Linked DNA regions of Canis lupus: region 1 is linked to region 2. Evidence: chromatin contacts called from public Hi-C data. All regions are on one chromosome and are shown on one strand. Each heading gives the region's core, a stretch centred on a gene start, on an enhancer-like site or on the middle of the called end of the contact. The rest is flanking DNA. Distances are from core to core; before and after follow the strand shown. Region 1 has its middle 92 kb from the start of DHX40. Region 2 holds the start of YPEL2 (protein yippee-like 2).

Region 1 (7,346 bases), core at 2,565-5,064, 94 kb before region 2:
AGTTTGTTGGCATAATATATTTGCTTCGTAAAACAAGTTCAGAAGGAATCTGTTGACAATATCTTTGATATTCTTAGAAGCTATGTTGTAGAATGTTTTCTTTGAACTTGATGTATTATAACAAGACTTCTTCCTGAGAATACCAATGAATTTTGATCTTTATATATTATTTGAGTTTACAACAAGATTTTAAATGTCTTTAACCCAATTTTTCAAAGTGGCATGGGAAGAGGCAGAAAATTAATACAACTGCTTTGGATGCTGGAAATTTCATATCCTGAGCAATGTTGATGGAGTATAAGAATAGAAGAAAACTCTAAGTAACCCCCAAATAGATAGTATTGGGTTGGGTTGTAAGTAACAGAAAGCCAGACAATGGCTTTACCCTATGGGGACTGTATTTCTTCTCATTTAATAAACCCAAATGTGGTCAGTTCAGGGCTAATGAAGTGCTCAATGACATTGTCAAGGTTTCCTCTTTCTTTCTACTCCACCATTCTTAGTGTGTCACTTTTGCCAATGTTACAAGATGGCTACTGAACTTCTAAGGTATTGTATCTGTGTTCTAGGTCAGGAAGAAAAAGGAAGGGATAAGAGGCCAAACTGAATCAGTCCCTCTCAGGAAATGTTCTCAGAAGCCCCAAGCAGATACTTGTGTTTATATCTTGTTGGCCAGAATTGGAACACATGGTCCCCTTCCCTGCAAGGCAGTCTATGGTAGAAGAAAGTGAAAGAGAAGAGAGCTACGAATAGCTTTTGGCACCCAATACACAGTCTCTACAGGCATGTAAATAGCTAGGTATCTTTAGTTAATATTTCATAAAAGTGACATCTAAAGAAGCTAACATGGCCAGAGTCTGTTGCCTTCCATTCATAAAGCAAAAATTTTTGAGAATCTTCTACCTATTAATACTTTGCTGAGAATATAAAGATAGATGTGATACATTGCTTCATTTGTTCTCTTCATAACATCTTTTTGAAAGTTCCAAGTAGGGGGTGCCTGGGTGGCTCAGTTAAGCATCTGCCTTCAGCTCAGGTCATAAACTCAGGGTACTGGGATCAAGCCTCACATTAGGGCCCCTGCTCACTGGGGAGTCTGCTTCTCCCTCTCCCCCTTCCTGGTGCTTGTGATCTGTCAAATAAATAAATGAAGTCTTCTCCTTCTTCTCCTTCTTCTTTTCTTCTTCTTTCGGGAGGCGGCGGAGGCGGAGGGAGAGTGCTTGAGGATGGAGGGGGGGGGGGGGGAGGATTAGGAGGCGGCGGGGCGGCTTTGGGAGGAGGACTTTTGGGGCAGGAGGAGGGGGGAAGAAGAGGCTTCTTCTTTTTCTCTCCTTCTTCGTTTCTCTTTTTTTTCCTTTTCTCTTTGGCTTCTTCTTCTCTCTTCTTCTTTTTTCCTTCTCTTCTTCTTCTTTATTCTTCTTTCTTCTTCTTCTTCTTTATTCTTCTTTCTTCTTCTTCCTTCTCTTCTTTCTTCTTCTTTTTCTTCTTCTTCTTCTTCTTCTTTCTTATTCTTCTTTCTCTTCTTCTTCTTCTTTCTTCTTCTTCTTCTTCTTCTTCTTCTTCTTCTTCTTTCTTCTTCTTTCTTCTTCTTCTTCCTTTTTTTTTTTTTTTTTTTAAAGAAAGTTCCAAGTAGTAAGGGAGTCCTAGGACTCAGGGGACAAGTAGGTGTGCTCAGCTTTACGTTGCTTCTTCACAACAGTTTCAAATGCAATCAAAACAGGAATTGGGGCAGCCCTGGTGGCGCAGCGGTTTAGCTCCGCCTTCAGCCCGGAGGTGTGATCCTGGAGACCCCGGATTGAGTTCCATGTCGGCTCCCTACACGGAGCTTGCTTCTTCCTCTGCCTCTCTCTCTCTCTCTCTCTGTCATGAATAAATTAAAAAAAAAAAAAAGGAATTGAATTACTCCATTAAGATAACTAGCTCAGTCAACTGTTCAATGTTCTCACATAAATGGTTCCCTTTTTGAAAAATTATCCTAAATTAAATTCGTATTCAGTCTTGCCAAATTAACTTCAGTGGCTTAGTTGGACCAGCATTGTTTCCAACGTTTATGGTAACTTGTTTATGTTTATAGAATAATTATGATACCTTGCATTATACTAAATGGTAACAGAGATCTATTTGGGGTAAACTACTTACCCCTTACTTACTTTTTTTTTTTTAAGATTTTATTTATTTATTCATGAGAGACACACACACAGAGAGAGAGAGAGAGAGGCAGAGACACAGGCAGAGGGAGAAGCAGGCTCCATGCAGGGAGCCTGATGTGGGACTCGATCCCGGTCTCTAGGATCAGGCCCTGGGCTGAAGGCGGCACTAAACCGCTGAGCTACCGGGCTGCCCTATAACTTAAAAATATTAGTGATACCACCCTAATTCCTTGTCTGAATAGGCCAAGCATAAACATGTAGATTTCCTTAAAGAAAGCTGCTGCATTAGACTTCAAATTGGCTTGAGATTTTTTAGATCAGAGATAGGCATGTTATAGCCAATGGGCCAAATCTGAACTGCTGCCTGTTGTAAATAAAGTTTTATTGGAACACAGCTACACCCATTTGTTTATGTATTGTCTAAGGCTACTTTGTAATTATAACTGGCAGAGCGGAGTAGTCATGATAGAGACTATTTGACCCTCAAAGCCTAAAGTATTTGCTATATGGCCTGTTATAGAAAAAGTTTCATTTATCATTACTTAGCATATATTAGGCACTCAATCAATGCTTCTTGATTTATTGAATGAATATACTCAAACCCTTCAGATATGATTTATCCAATATTTGCTTGTTTGATAGTAGTTTGCTATTGTTGACAGATCATATGCCTCACAAAAAGCATATTAATGCTTTGAGATTCCAGAATGCAAACTGCTAGGTCTAAGTTTTCAAAAAGTTGGCCTTTGGGCTAAAAATATCTCATTGACATGCTTTATTTGGCCCATATGAGGTTGCTGTTGTTTGTTTTCAAAGGAGCATTAGCTGCCAACATTTAAAATTAAAGAGACTTCACATATTAATGTAAATTTCCAGCTTCTCTCGAAAATTAGAAAGATCAAGCAATGTGAGCACACAATTTGGTTAGGGCCATGACCACCAAGGGCTGGGCAGCTGTTGCCTCTCAGGATAGGTAAGTCCTGTCCAGCCCACCACAGTCCCCCACTCACTATAGACTTACCCAAGGCTGACCCCAGCCTTATCTGCTTGGCCCTTTTGTGGATACTTGTATTTAAGATCTTCACTCTAAGACAATCATTTCCTACAAAGGCCCCTGAACTATAACACTAGTGGACTACTACTATTGCTTCATCTTGTATGGAAAAAGAGACTGGTACATCTAAAGGCAAAACAGGAAAGAATGACAATGCTTTTAAGACTGTTACCTTCATTCCCACTAGAACACAACTTTATTCCACCCCCTCCTTCCATTTTCAAACAAGCCTGAGGACTCAACCTACTTTCCTTCCAGCTATTCAGCTCCTGCCACCCACTCCATCCCCTAGAGTTGTTTACCCCAACCCCTGGACTGCTGTCCCCCCAGTCCCCTGCTTCCTCGGGCTCTTTCTGTTTTTAGAGTTTTACTGTTAATCATTACAGGGAAACAGGAAATGACAAGGAGGAAATCACAAAGTTCAAAAAACAAATTATGGTCCTTAACAATCATGGTTCCTGATTCTGGGGATGCAATGGCACCTGGAAATCCCCTATGTTTATTCTTTCCTGCTAGGTTCTCATAGCTGGTGGATTACGTTTTATAAAGGGCCTAGAGATTCTGTAATAGCCGAATGGTGCTGACGAATCACCTTGATAGAATCAGAGCCATTAGGTGGCAGCACAGGGCATATCTTTTCAAGTCTTTCTATACCAGGCTGGCAGATGGGAGGCACCGAATTATCTAGGAGAGGACAACTTAGTGTCTTGTCAGGACCAGCACTGGGGCTGAGACCAGAAAGAGGATAGGCACATGCCAAGAGGCTCCCAGTCCCACTGTGCTGTCGAATAGCCAAGTGTGGAGTTCTTGTCTCCTTCTGTGCCTTTCCCTGATATGATGATCAGAATCACAGATTCTTGGTGCTGGTAAACATCTTCCACTCCCACTCCTTGGTTTTACTGACAAATAAAGCCAGGTCCTGAGAGGCTGGCCTGTCCACCTATTGGTACTAGGCCATGAGACCAGTCAGACATTTCCACAGCTTCACTTGTGCTGCCAGCCCTTCTGGTCTATCCCTCCTAGTTAAAAAGCATTTATTGAAGTCTGCTTTGTATAGTTAGACTAGTTATGGGTGCCCGGGTGGCTCAGTCAGTTAAGCATCTGCCTTCAGCTCAGGTCCTGGGATTGAGTCCAGCATCGGGCTCCCTGTTCAGTGGGAGAGTCTGCTTCTCCCTATACTCCTCCCCTGCTTATGATCTCTCTCTCATGCTCTCTGTCTCAAATAAATAGATAAAAATCTTTAAAACTTAAAAAAAATTGTCTTTTTTAAAAAAAGTGAAGACCGATTTTCCTTGTTTTGAAGGTGAAACTAAGATGGAGTTCTTTGTCTCTGACAGAGCAGGACTTCTTATAGGAAACAGAGACTATAGACTGGACCCCGGTCAACAAAAGTAAGCTTTGTTTCTGCCTCCACCTACTTAACCCATCTGGAGAAAAGTGAGGGCCCTTTGTCCAGAAGGGGAGTTACAACTCTCAACACTATGCAGGCTAGTGGGTGCTCTTGTTTCTGGGATCAGCTAGTATAATTGTGGCTCTTATCAAGAGTGGCCTAGCATCAGGGCTGGGCCACGCACAGCCAAATAATTCATCAGTCCTCTCAAATTACATTAGTAAAACCACTCATACTCCTCAAATTTAAACACAAATTCAAACAATTGCATTATAACAAAATTACGTCCTCAGGTTTCAATTAATTTAGAGGGCAGTCTCATGATCGAAAGGAAGAGGACTTACCCTTTGATCATGAGGTAGCACTTACTTGAATGGATCTGGCCTCACAAGAGGAATTTGGGAACTACTACCAATATAAAGCATTACTTGTTTAGTTGAGGCACCATCCTGGGTGTTTTAGGGCCTTGCTACTCAAAAAGTGGTCTTCCAACCAGCACCAATACCTAGAAACTGGTTAGAAATGCAGAATCTCAGGCCCAACCTACTCCTGCTGAATTAACATTTTCATTTTAGTAAGATCCCCTATTGATGCCCATGAATATTAAAGTTTAGGGAGCACTGCTTTAGGACACTCTAATAAATACACCCTCAAATAGTGCTTACTTCAAAGAACTTACAGACTGGTTTAGGAGCACAAACCACCCATGTGAAAAAATGTCTTGAAAGTGACCACTAAGAAATGTGTCATTAATGCCAGATAGGCTGCCCTAGCATATACAACACATTTTGACAGGACGCAAAAGAACGATTATGGCTAAGAGGTGTCAATCTGTGAGGTGTCTGGTGGTGAGATTTTGATAAGCATGTATTAATGGGGAGGGCAAAAGACAGGGGAAGGCATATGATGTGGAGAGATCAGGATAAAACCCCAGAAGAGGCAAAGTATAAATTCTAGACAGTGGCCTACAGATATTTTATTATCTTATGCATGTCCCCAGACTTTCCTTGAATCCTTATAGCACATTACATGCTCCTGTGACTCTGCATGCATATAACCTCATCACATGTTATGCCTTTTGGTTTTGTCAGTGGTTCTCATGGAAAGTCTTCAAATGTGCTCACCAACATGCAAACTTTTTTCCTTTGGATTCAAACAGGCCGGTCCTTACCTTTTCCCTTCTTGTGCAGTTGGCTGTGATTTCTAGCTCTTCTTTTATAATCGGGTAAAAGGAAAATTCCTTACATGTGCACTCTCCTAAATTGCTTGAGCCTTTCTAATGTGGTGCAAATCTTTGCTGTAAAGCTCTTAATCAGATCTCATAAAAGATTAGCCCAAATGTGTTTTCAGTTTCTAGATAAAGTTAATCATCCTTGAGGGCCAGGAATTAACATGAAAATTGGAAACTTGTGTTGTTCCTGTCTTTAGGTCTAGATTTAGTTTCAAAGCAAAAGTGATTGCACAGAAAATGAAATCCAGAGTTTCAGTGTTTATTTTCCAAATGAGCTGGTGTGATTGTAACCCTCTCTTCTTCACACACACATCTGATAACCCAAAGAGTTGACCCAGGGGTGAAACAGTAGGCATGAAATGGAAAGTGGAAGAGCGCCCCCACTGGATGCCTGAGGGTAAGCAGTCCCACCAGCTCCCTGAAGCAGCACACCTAAACTGGAGAGTCCACAAAAGAAATATGATCAATATGAGGAAATAATACCCTTTATATAATTCCTTAGAATAATTTCACCAAGATCAGGGACTCTTCCCCTTTCTCTGAGAGCTATTGGGGTTTCTGAAATCAGGCTGGAGCCCTGAGTCTGCCCAAGTGGGTGTTTGCCCCTTGGCTTCAGGGCTGCAAATTCCTTTGACCAGTAGCACTGGGAGGGAGGACGTCTAATGCCCAGGAGCAGCTGACTGCTCATCTCTGTCACAGCTCATCAGCAAACAGCTTGTCACCAGCTGCCCAGTGCACCCAGAAAAAAATGGTTCCTACATTCACAGAGATAATTTGAGTTGATAGGAATAGCATCAGGGGAAGAGAATGGCGTCACCAAATCAATACTTAAGCTTCACAGATTAATGTCTTGGCTCTGGCTCTGAGTTTATATTCAGGAGGCCATTGCTCTCAGACAGAGACACTAAACGGAACAGACATTTCATTCCAAGCAATAGCAAATTCCCTTTTCTTAATGAGGAGTCAACTAGAGACTAGATATGTTAAAGAAAATTCATTGAGAACATCCATTAACTGTGAATTTTATGTTTATTGTGTCACACCTCTAGAAATAATGTGGAGATGCCAGGAAGAGGAGCTGCATGCCTGGTATGAATGCTGATGATAGGAATGAATCTCTCTACACCCATGTTCACAGGAGCATTATGCACAATTGCTAAAACATAAGTAACTCCTGTGTCCATTGATGGATGAATGGTGAAAAAAAAAATGTGGCAGATACATATAGTGGAATGTGATTCAGTCTTTTCCTGAAGGAAATTCTGATACAAGCCACAATATTGATGTACCTTGAAGATATTATGCTAAGTGAAATAAACCAGATACGAATAGGACAAATACTGTATGATTCCATTTATATGAAACACCTAGAGTAGAGTTCCTAAAGACAGAAAGTAGAATGGTGGTTTCCAGGGCCTGGGGTGAGAGGGCAATGGTAGTTACTATTTAATGGGCAGAGAGTTTCAGTTTAAGAAGATAAGAAAGTTCTGGAGATGGATGGTGGTGATGGTTGCGCAACAG
Region 2 (7,796 bases), core at 2,145-4,644:
CAAGGAAACTGATCCTGATCCTCCATTTCAGTCCCATCTAGACATCTCTTCCCTCTGCTTTTCTATACTAGGATATCCTATCCTTTGCCATCCATTTGTTGCTTTCTTTTTTATTGTAGGCTCAAAACACTAAACATCCTAAATGTAAGCAGCTGACCAAACTGAACATTAAACAATCCTACAGTTAGTGTTCCCATATAAAGCATACTTTTGGCAGGAAGGACCATAGTTTAATTTGAATTTGGAGAGAGTTCTATTTGAAGCTAAATGCAGTTTTGATTAATTTAAGGAAATTTCTTCTACCAACATGTTTAGACACAGTGAGAGGGAAACATCTAACATGTGGATGCATCAGGTGTTGTATGTTTGTACTTGAAGGTAAAGATAGAGGTAACTTACAAGATTCACCTGCACACAGGAGCCATGGTATCATAAGAACCAGGCCTGAGGTAGGCAAGGTCAGGTGAACTTGTGCCTCTTCTTACTAAACTGTTGACAAACCCTGACTCCCCCATCCTCCAAGAAAAATCACCAGCTTGCCTGCCCTTCCCCCAGGCCACATGGCTTGGAATACTCAGCTATTCAACAACATCAACATTTTCTGCTGACCAACTGTTAATACCCCAGGCATAATAACTATGTCACTGCCTCAAAACTATTAAATTCATTAAAACCATGAAAATTCACATAATCTATGAATAGTACAGCAGACTCATCAACACTACTCACAACCCCAACCCCACGCACCTAAAAACATCCAGCCATACAGAACACTGAACAGCAGCCCTCAAATGGATTGGGCACGGTGGTATGGGAGGGATGGGGGTCTTATAAGCCAACGCTTCACAGCAGCTGAAAGCAAACAATGCTATACCCTTAGACCTATCAAAGTCTAGGCTAGTGTGACTAGCAGATGAATGATCTTGGATTTGCATAGAGTGGGTCACACACATGACTAAGGCTTTGCATGCTTCATATCCAGTTAATGCCTTTCATTGTTCATTGCCCAAATTCCCATTAGACCAGGGTTTCTTATTGACCACCTGCATCACAACCTCATAGTCCACTTATTAAAAATGCACCCCATTGAGAATAAACATCTCCAGAGTGGACTGACAGACCGCAATTCTGAACACTATTCAGGTCATCTTTGTACACATTTAAGTTTGAGGACCTCTGCCCTAAAGCAACGTTTCTTGAACTGTGGGCCATCACCCATTCACCCATTTGGTCAATAAATCAAATTAGCAGCCCATGACCAGCAGTTGGTTTGTTGTTGTTGTTTTAATTAAGAAGAAAAAACTAGAGAGCACACAGCAGGTAACAAGGGTAATTGTTTCCTGGAACTTATCACAGTTGTGAACCTCAGTGCAGTGATATAAAAGGTATTCCTTACTTTGGATCCCAAAGTTTGAAAACCACTCTCCTAGAGGGAAGAAGGAAAACAGTACTCTTGTGCATGATGTTTATTTTCCATTTTCCATCCCTAACAGCAAGTTTTATTTTAATTCAAGCACCAGATACCAAGACAGGTCCCAGAAATTCTATTACCAAATCCTAAACCAATAACGCAAATAACTCGAGGGGTAGGAGCCCAAGGCCCCCACTCTTGCCTGAGACCCTTACCATGGAGCTGGGAATAAGGGATGGTGCCAAAAGGAAGTTTGCACAACTCTCCTCAGGCCAGACCAGTTTCTCAGTAAAGAACTTATAGCCATTCATATCACAGCCCAGAGGAATTAAAATGTTCCACATCAGGGACAAGATTTAGCCTTAGCATAAGTGCTAAGGAAATGAGGAGAGAAACAGAACTCAAGATTCGGCCCACCTTTGCATCCTGTGGCAATGACAAAGTCATAGCAAAGCCAGGGAGTGGTCATCCGACCCTACTGACTACAAGGCCTGGAGTTTTCATAACCAGGAGAGTACTGAAGAACAAACATGTGAGGTCATCTCCCTCCCCAGAGCCAGTGACAGGAGTTACCTTGGGCAAGTCACTTAACTTCTAAACTTCCTAACCCTTGCTCTCCCCATGTTCTGTTACTGAATGAGATACAGGGAAGCAATTACCCTGATTGCCCAATGCGCTAGGACAGAGGAGCCCACCTTACTGGACCAGAAGAGAGGAACAAGAGAGGAAGGGCAAAGAAAAGATAAATAGCTAGAGGTCTCATTAGCCTTTAGATTCACCAGAAGCAAGGACTCGCTTAAAAGATCCTCAGGACCCCAAGACAGCAAATTGACAAGGCGGCCAGAAAGAGCAGTTTTGTGTGCCATTCACACCGGTGGGGCTGTGGGAGGGTCTGCTACATGCAGCAGAGAAAAACGGAGGACACTCACTCACTTGGCTTTTTAGGCGGTTGTAAGCTGAGAGTGAAGTCAGAAGTGGCAGTCTCCTGGGCTTCGTCCAAAAGAACAGGTGGTTACCCCAACGGGGGAAGAGCCACCACTTGAGTCAAGACACCCAGGAGGTCAGCGGCCAAGGAGGGTGGACTTGAAGCAGTGGGAGGTCGGGGCTGCCCCTTGGCGCCAGGTCCTGGGAGGTGCCCGCTGGGGAGGCCCCTCGGTCCCGTCGGGCAGGAGAGAGTCGGCGCCCACCCCCTTGGCAAGGACAGCCGGAGGCTCCGGGAAGCGGCCAGGCAGGAACTCGGCTGCGGTTACCTCGGCCCTGGGCCGGCCAACCGCCGCTGGGAGTTTCGAGGGCTGCCAGCACCCCCCCTCCACAGGCGGGGGCCCCGAGGGCGGCGCCCCGGGACCCAGCGTCACCGAGGACAGAGAGCGTCCGAAGCAACTCCGCCGCCGCCCCCCCGCCCCCCCGCCCCCGGGCCCCGACGGAGCCCGAACCCGCAGAAACTATGCTGAGGAGCCACAGCCACCGGGTGTCCGAGTCCCATCCGCCAAGCCACGCGCCCTAGACTCGCCCGGGCCGCGACCCGGGGACCCACAGCACCCCGGGTGTTTTTTGCAGGAGCCGCGGGGCCCGGCAGTGTTTGTAAACAAACCGGTCACGTGGCTCCGCGGCCCGCCGCCCGCCCCCTAGCGCCCGCAGCCCCCGCGGGGACCCCGCGCCGGGCCCCGCCTCGGCCGCGCAGGGCACAGGGCGCCGCGCGCTCCGCGGGCTCCGCGGGCTCCGCGGGCGCCGGGCCGGGGCGACTCCGGGACCCGTGCCCGGCGCCCGCGCTGACAGCGCGCCCCACGCCCACGCGCGCCCGGCCCGCGCCGCGCTCCGGGTTCGCTTACCCGGCCGCAGGCGGCCCCGTCCGGCCAGTGCAGGGCTCGGCTCCGCCGGGGTGCGCAGCAGCAGCGGACCGCCCGGCTGGCTCCCGGGCTCCGGGCGCGCTCTTAAAGCCACAGTCTCCGCCGCGGCCGCCGCCGCCACTCCGCATCCCTCCGGGTCGGGGCCGGGGGCTGCCAGGTGACGGACGCGCCCCCGCGCCTATCCCCTCGCCTCGGCACCTAGCAACACGTCGCGGGTTGGCTCGGCACGGCCGCAGCCCATCCGCCCCGAGCCAATCAGCGAAGGACGGAACTCCGCCCCCCGCTTCCCCAGCCTCCCACCCCCCACCCCTCTGCCCCGGCCCGGCTGGGGTGCGGGGAGTGCGGCGAGCGCCGGGTCTGGCCCGCCGCGGCTCGTGCTCCTCCTGCCGTGCCAGGCTAAGCTGGGCCACTGGCCGAGGAGCAGAGAGACGGATGGGGACGGTTGGCTTTCAGTGCCTGGAAGGAGACCGTTTATTTGCGCTTGGGTTTTGTCCCCAGGTCAAGGCCGGGATTCCTAGAACCTGGGGTTAGGAGTGGGGAGACTGCCTAGTACTTGTAGGGCCAGGACAGTAACTGCCTCCTTGCACCTTAGCCATTCCTGACTCAGAGCCTAAGTTACCTGAAGAGGTCCCCAGGACCCGGGCCAGTTGAATTTAGCAAGATAATGCCGAACGAGCCCAGGCCCTAGTCAGAAGCAAGGCATATCTCCACTTCCCTCTGTTCTGCCAGTAATTCCAACCAGTTAAAAGTAGGAAAGATGTAGTAGGGGAACTGGAAGGCGCCCAGCCTCCTATTGCTGCTGGTTTTCCAAGTTTTCTGAAGGGAAATGTGGATGGTTAGCCTACAAAAGTAGGATGGTCAGTGACCAGAAGGGAGAAGCCCACGTTCTGGATCAGTGCTTTTCAAGAAAGAGAAGGTTAAAAAATAAGCCCAGGTAGTCAGGAAATCCAGGAAGGCACCAGGTGGGTGGAGTGGGCAGTGTCCCTGTAGTAAAACAGGTCAGTTTGAGATGAGAAAGAATGCCCGCAGGGGTGAGGGGAAGAGAGGGGCCCGGCCTTTTCACATCACCACCAAGGTTCTGCAGTTCCTCAGAGAGCTGTAGGAAACCCCATGTTTTATTGAGCAGCTCTCAGGATGTGAGATGCACCTGGAGGTGCAGCTGACTCCACCTCCTTCCATATACTGGTTTGCACAGAAGCTGAGAATTGTTACTGGGGTAGTAGATCCCCAGGTGACTCTAACTTCACCTGCAAGTCTATCCAGCTGTCTTTAAAATAGATCTGATTCAGTTACTATACATCGCATTCATGTTGTGTTCAGTTGATAGACGTTGCATGGTTGGATGTGAATCCAGTCCTAATGTCAGTAAAATGTTCGTAAAAACAACAAAAAATCATGAGTATCATACATACATATCAATCTCAAATTTGCAGTTTGGGTGTAAGCAGGAGCACCATGTCACTGTCACTGTTCACATTTGACAAACTTGGAAAGTCTAAAGCTGGGGGGGGTGGGGAAGCTCTTCAGATAAGAAAGAATCATGAACAAGAAAGGTTTAACAATCCTTTATCTAAAATGTGATGGGCTCTTTAGATTACCATGAGGCTGATTTCTAACCCTGATGTGCCTTCTGGGCAAATTTCACAGTGGAAAACAAAGAAGATTGAGATAGCATGATTTCTAAAGTCCCTTCCCCTCCAAAATTCTAAGTAAGGCCAGGAAATCAAACTTGCTACAACGTTTCAGCAATATTCTCCCGGTGAATATTTGTGTTGCCAGATCAACATTCCCTGACAGTAGATGCTGCATTAGTTTAACACCTAGGATACTTGGATGTTATGTAACAAGATTGGTGGCTACTGTTTCTGTTTAAATAAGAGATAACGTTAGCTAAGGAGGACAAGCCTGGTGCAGTGGCTCAGAGGGAGATCTGAGGACCCCTGCAGGCCTGCAGTGTGTATGCCGGGGACAGGAGAAGGGAACAGGTCGGTAGGACCAGGAGACAATAGAACCAACCAGCCAGCCAAAGGACAACAAAAAAATATTTATTAAGACTGATTATGCCTCCTCCAGTCAAAAGCGCCAACTATGGTGAGTTGCTAAGCGTGAAGGTAAAAGTGGAACAAAGTAGTAGAAGCAACTTCTGTCCCTCTCTGAAAGCAAGCACCTCTCATTGCCCCTAGGTACATATAAACTCAGTCCCTATTACGAACAGAGCTTCCTGCTTGACTCGGATGATACTATTCTGAAGAATCTACAGACGAGAGAATCTGGGACCAATAGAGAGTGTATAAGAATAGATATTTATCCTGTAGGGCAAAAAATGAGATGGAGAGAATGTAGGGAAAGACACAAATTTGTTCAAGTTTAGCCAAAGAGTTCTAAAAAACAACACTTACTGCCAGTAAAAGTAAGAGGCTTGGCAGTAAAAGTTTGAGAGGTTCCTGGCCTCACAGGTCATCAGCTTGGCTTTGTTAATGGCCTGGTACCATTGTCTGTCTGTGAGGCCAAACATTCATTTCCAAAGCCTTAACAGCCATTCTCTCCCAGCATCTTTTCTCTGATCCCATGTTCCCACTGTTGCTACATCCACATTTGATATGTTTACACCTTCCTTTCCCTCACCCCCACACTAATCCATCAGCAGGTCATGTCAGGTCTACTTCAAAAATGTATATTTGTATATTTGTTCCAGACACGTCTGTCTGCTAATTGGAGCCACCAACATCTCTTGCCTAGAGGAAGCATGGCCTCCCAACTGATCTTCTGGCTTCCAATCTGTTCTCTACACGACACCAAATGATACTCTTTCTTTTTCTTTTCTTATTTAAATTGAATTTGCGAATATATAGTATAATACCCAGTGCTCATCACACCAAATGGTACTTTTTCAAAGCAAACTCCTTACAATGGCCCATAAGGCACTGTTAACCAAGTTTGCCAACCTCTCTGGTCTTCGCCTATCGCCGCTTTGCTCGTGCTGCTCCAGTCAAGCTGGCTGCCTTTATTTTCCTCAAATGCACCAGGCCTACCTAGACTGTTATAGTATTTTTATTTGCTGTTCCCTCCACCTGAAACACTTTGCCCCAGAAGGCTGCCTCCTTGCCACTTGGTCCCCAAGTCAAATGCCTCCTTGCGAGAAGCCTCCCTGACCACCCAATCTTCATGCCTCCCTGCCAGTGTACCCTCTGTCATATCTTCTCTCACCTCATATTCTTCATACCACATATCACTCTCTGAAATTACCTTGTTCACGTATTTACTTGTTTTCTGTGTCTGCCCCATCCAACTCTCTAAAGTGTCAACTCCATAAAAGAACCAAGGACCTTGTCTGTCTTTCTTCCTATTGTTTTCCTCATGCTAAGAAGAGTATCTGCCCCTCAACCAATGTTTGTTTGTTCAATAAATGAGTGAACAAATGAATGAATATGCCCACTGCCTCACAACCTTGACCCACAGTTTCCTTCAGTTGGAATGTTATTCTCTCCTTCACCCCTCTCCTCCTCCCTCTACTTTTTTCCCTCTCATCTCAAAGCCTTTTGCTTAATGACTCAGGCCAAAGATGAGATCAAATGTCACTTCTCCAGAGGAGTTCCCCTTAATCTCCCTAGAAAAATTAATTTTTCTCCTCAGTACCCTCATAGCCCTTTATTCATAGCACTGTTATTTCACTCCACACTCTGCACTCCCCGTCAGGAGTTGTCAGTTATCCATCCTTCTGCCAGTTCCTCCTAGGCTAGGACCTTATCAGATGTTCTTTGTGTTTTCAGCACTGACACATGGTAGGCCCTCTCTCAAGGTTTATATCTGAATTGAATCCAGTAGGGATCCAAGTAAGAATGGATAGGGCCTGTCCTCAGAGTATACTGATCAAGATAGCAATCTTACTTTGTAGTATGACAACATTAAACCTGAAACTTCAAGGACATTCTATAATAAAACCTCCATTTTAAAATCACAGTACAATAGAAAGTTCCTGGAGGCTAAAGGCCACTATCATCACCTGGGAAAATATTCCCTTCTGCCTGTGTGGGGAGGGGAAATTGCTCCTCCCAGGCTTAATTTTCCCCCTCCTCCCCCAACAAGTGAAGTCCCATGACATTACATCACGGAAGAGGGCCTGGTGCCATCTTCCCCTGGACAGATCATGGTAACAGTGCTTTGTTTCTTTATGTACAATAAATGCCTTCTCTGATCCTTGTCCAAGTCCCTCATTTTCAGTCATGAAAGTGGCTGATTATATGCTTTTCAGACTGTAAATGGGTAAGTGTTGCACCTAAGCCTTTCTAAACATACTCTCAACAAAACAGCCACCATCATTTATTGTGTACATATTGTGCACAGAGCAGTTTATATTATATCTAGTTATATTTAATCCTCAAAGCAACCTGGAAGATAGGTAATTTTCTCTTTTTTTTTTTTCTTAAAAAGCTGATCTTATAGAATTTGAAATTTGAACCCTGATCTATATGGCTTCAAAGTCCATTCACTTTCTTTCTTCTATGCTACCAAAGAATAAAAATGCTTCTCTCCTGTTC

What was found. A called contact is a pair of places that touch in the nucleus more often than the background predicts.
Region 1: a Hi-C map of liver shows a contact between it and region 2, with 3 times the contacts expected there. The contact joins the enhancer-like site here to the promoter of YPEL2 in region 2. A contact is called at or near these places in 4 of 9 Hi-C or Micro-C datasets (amygdala, blood, liver and 1 more).

Annotation. Positions count from the first base shown.
Region 1 is chr9:33,929,184-33,936,529 of UU_Cfam_GSD_1.0, reverse strand. No RefSeq gene overlaps it. Among named protein-coding and RNA genes, the nearest start is that of DHX40, 92 kb to the left of the region's middle. Within about 2 kb of position 3,814, at least 7 of the 20 cell types and tissues checked have an H3K27ac peak or open chromatin away from gene starts, as enhancers often do. A contact at or near this core is called in liver, where this site is marked.
Region 2 is chr9:33,834,649-33,842,444 of UU_Cfam_GSD_1.0, reverse strand. It overlaps YPEL2 (protein yippee-like 2), which reads right to left and starts at 3,394. Exons shown (of 5, transcript XM_038547950.1): 1 at 3,241-3,394.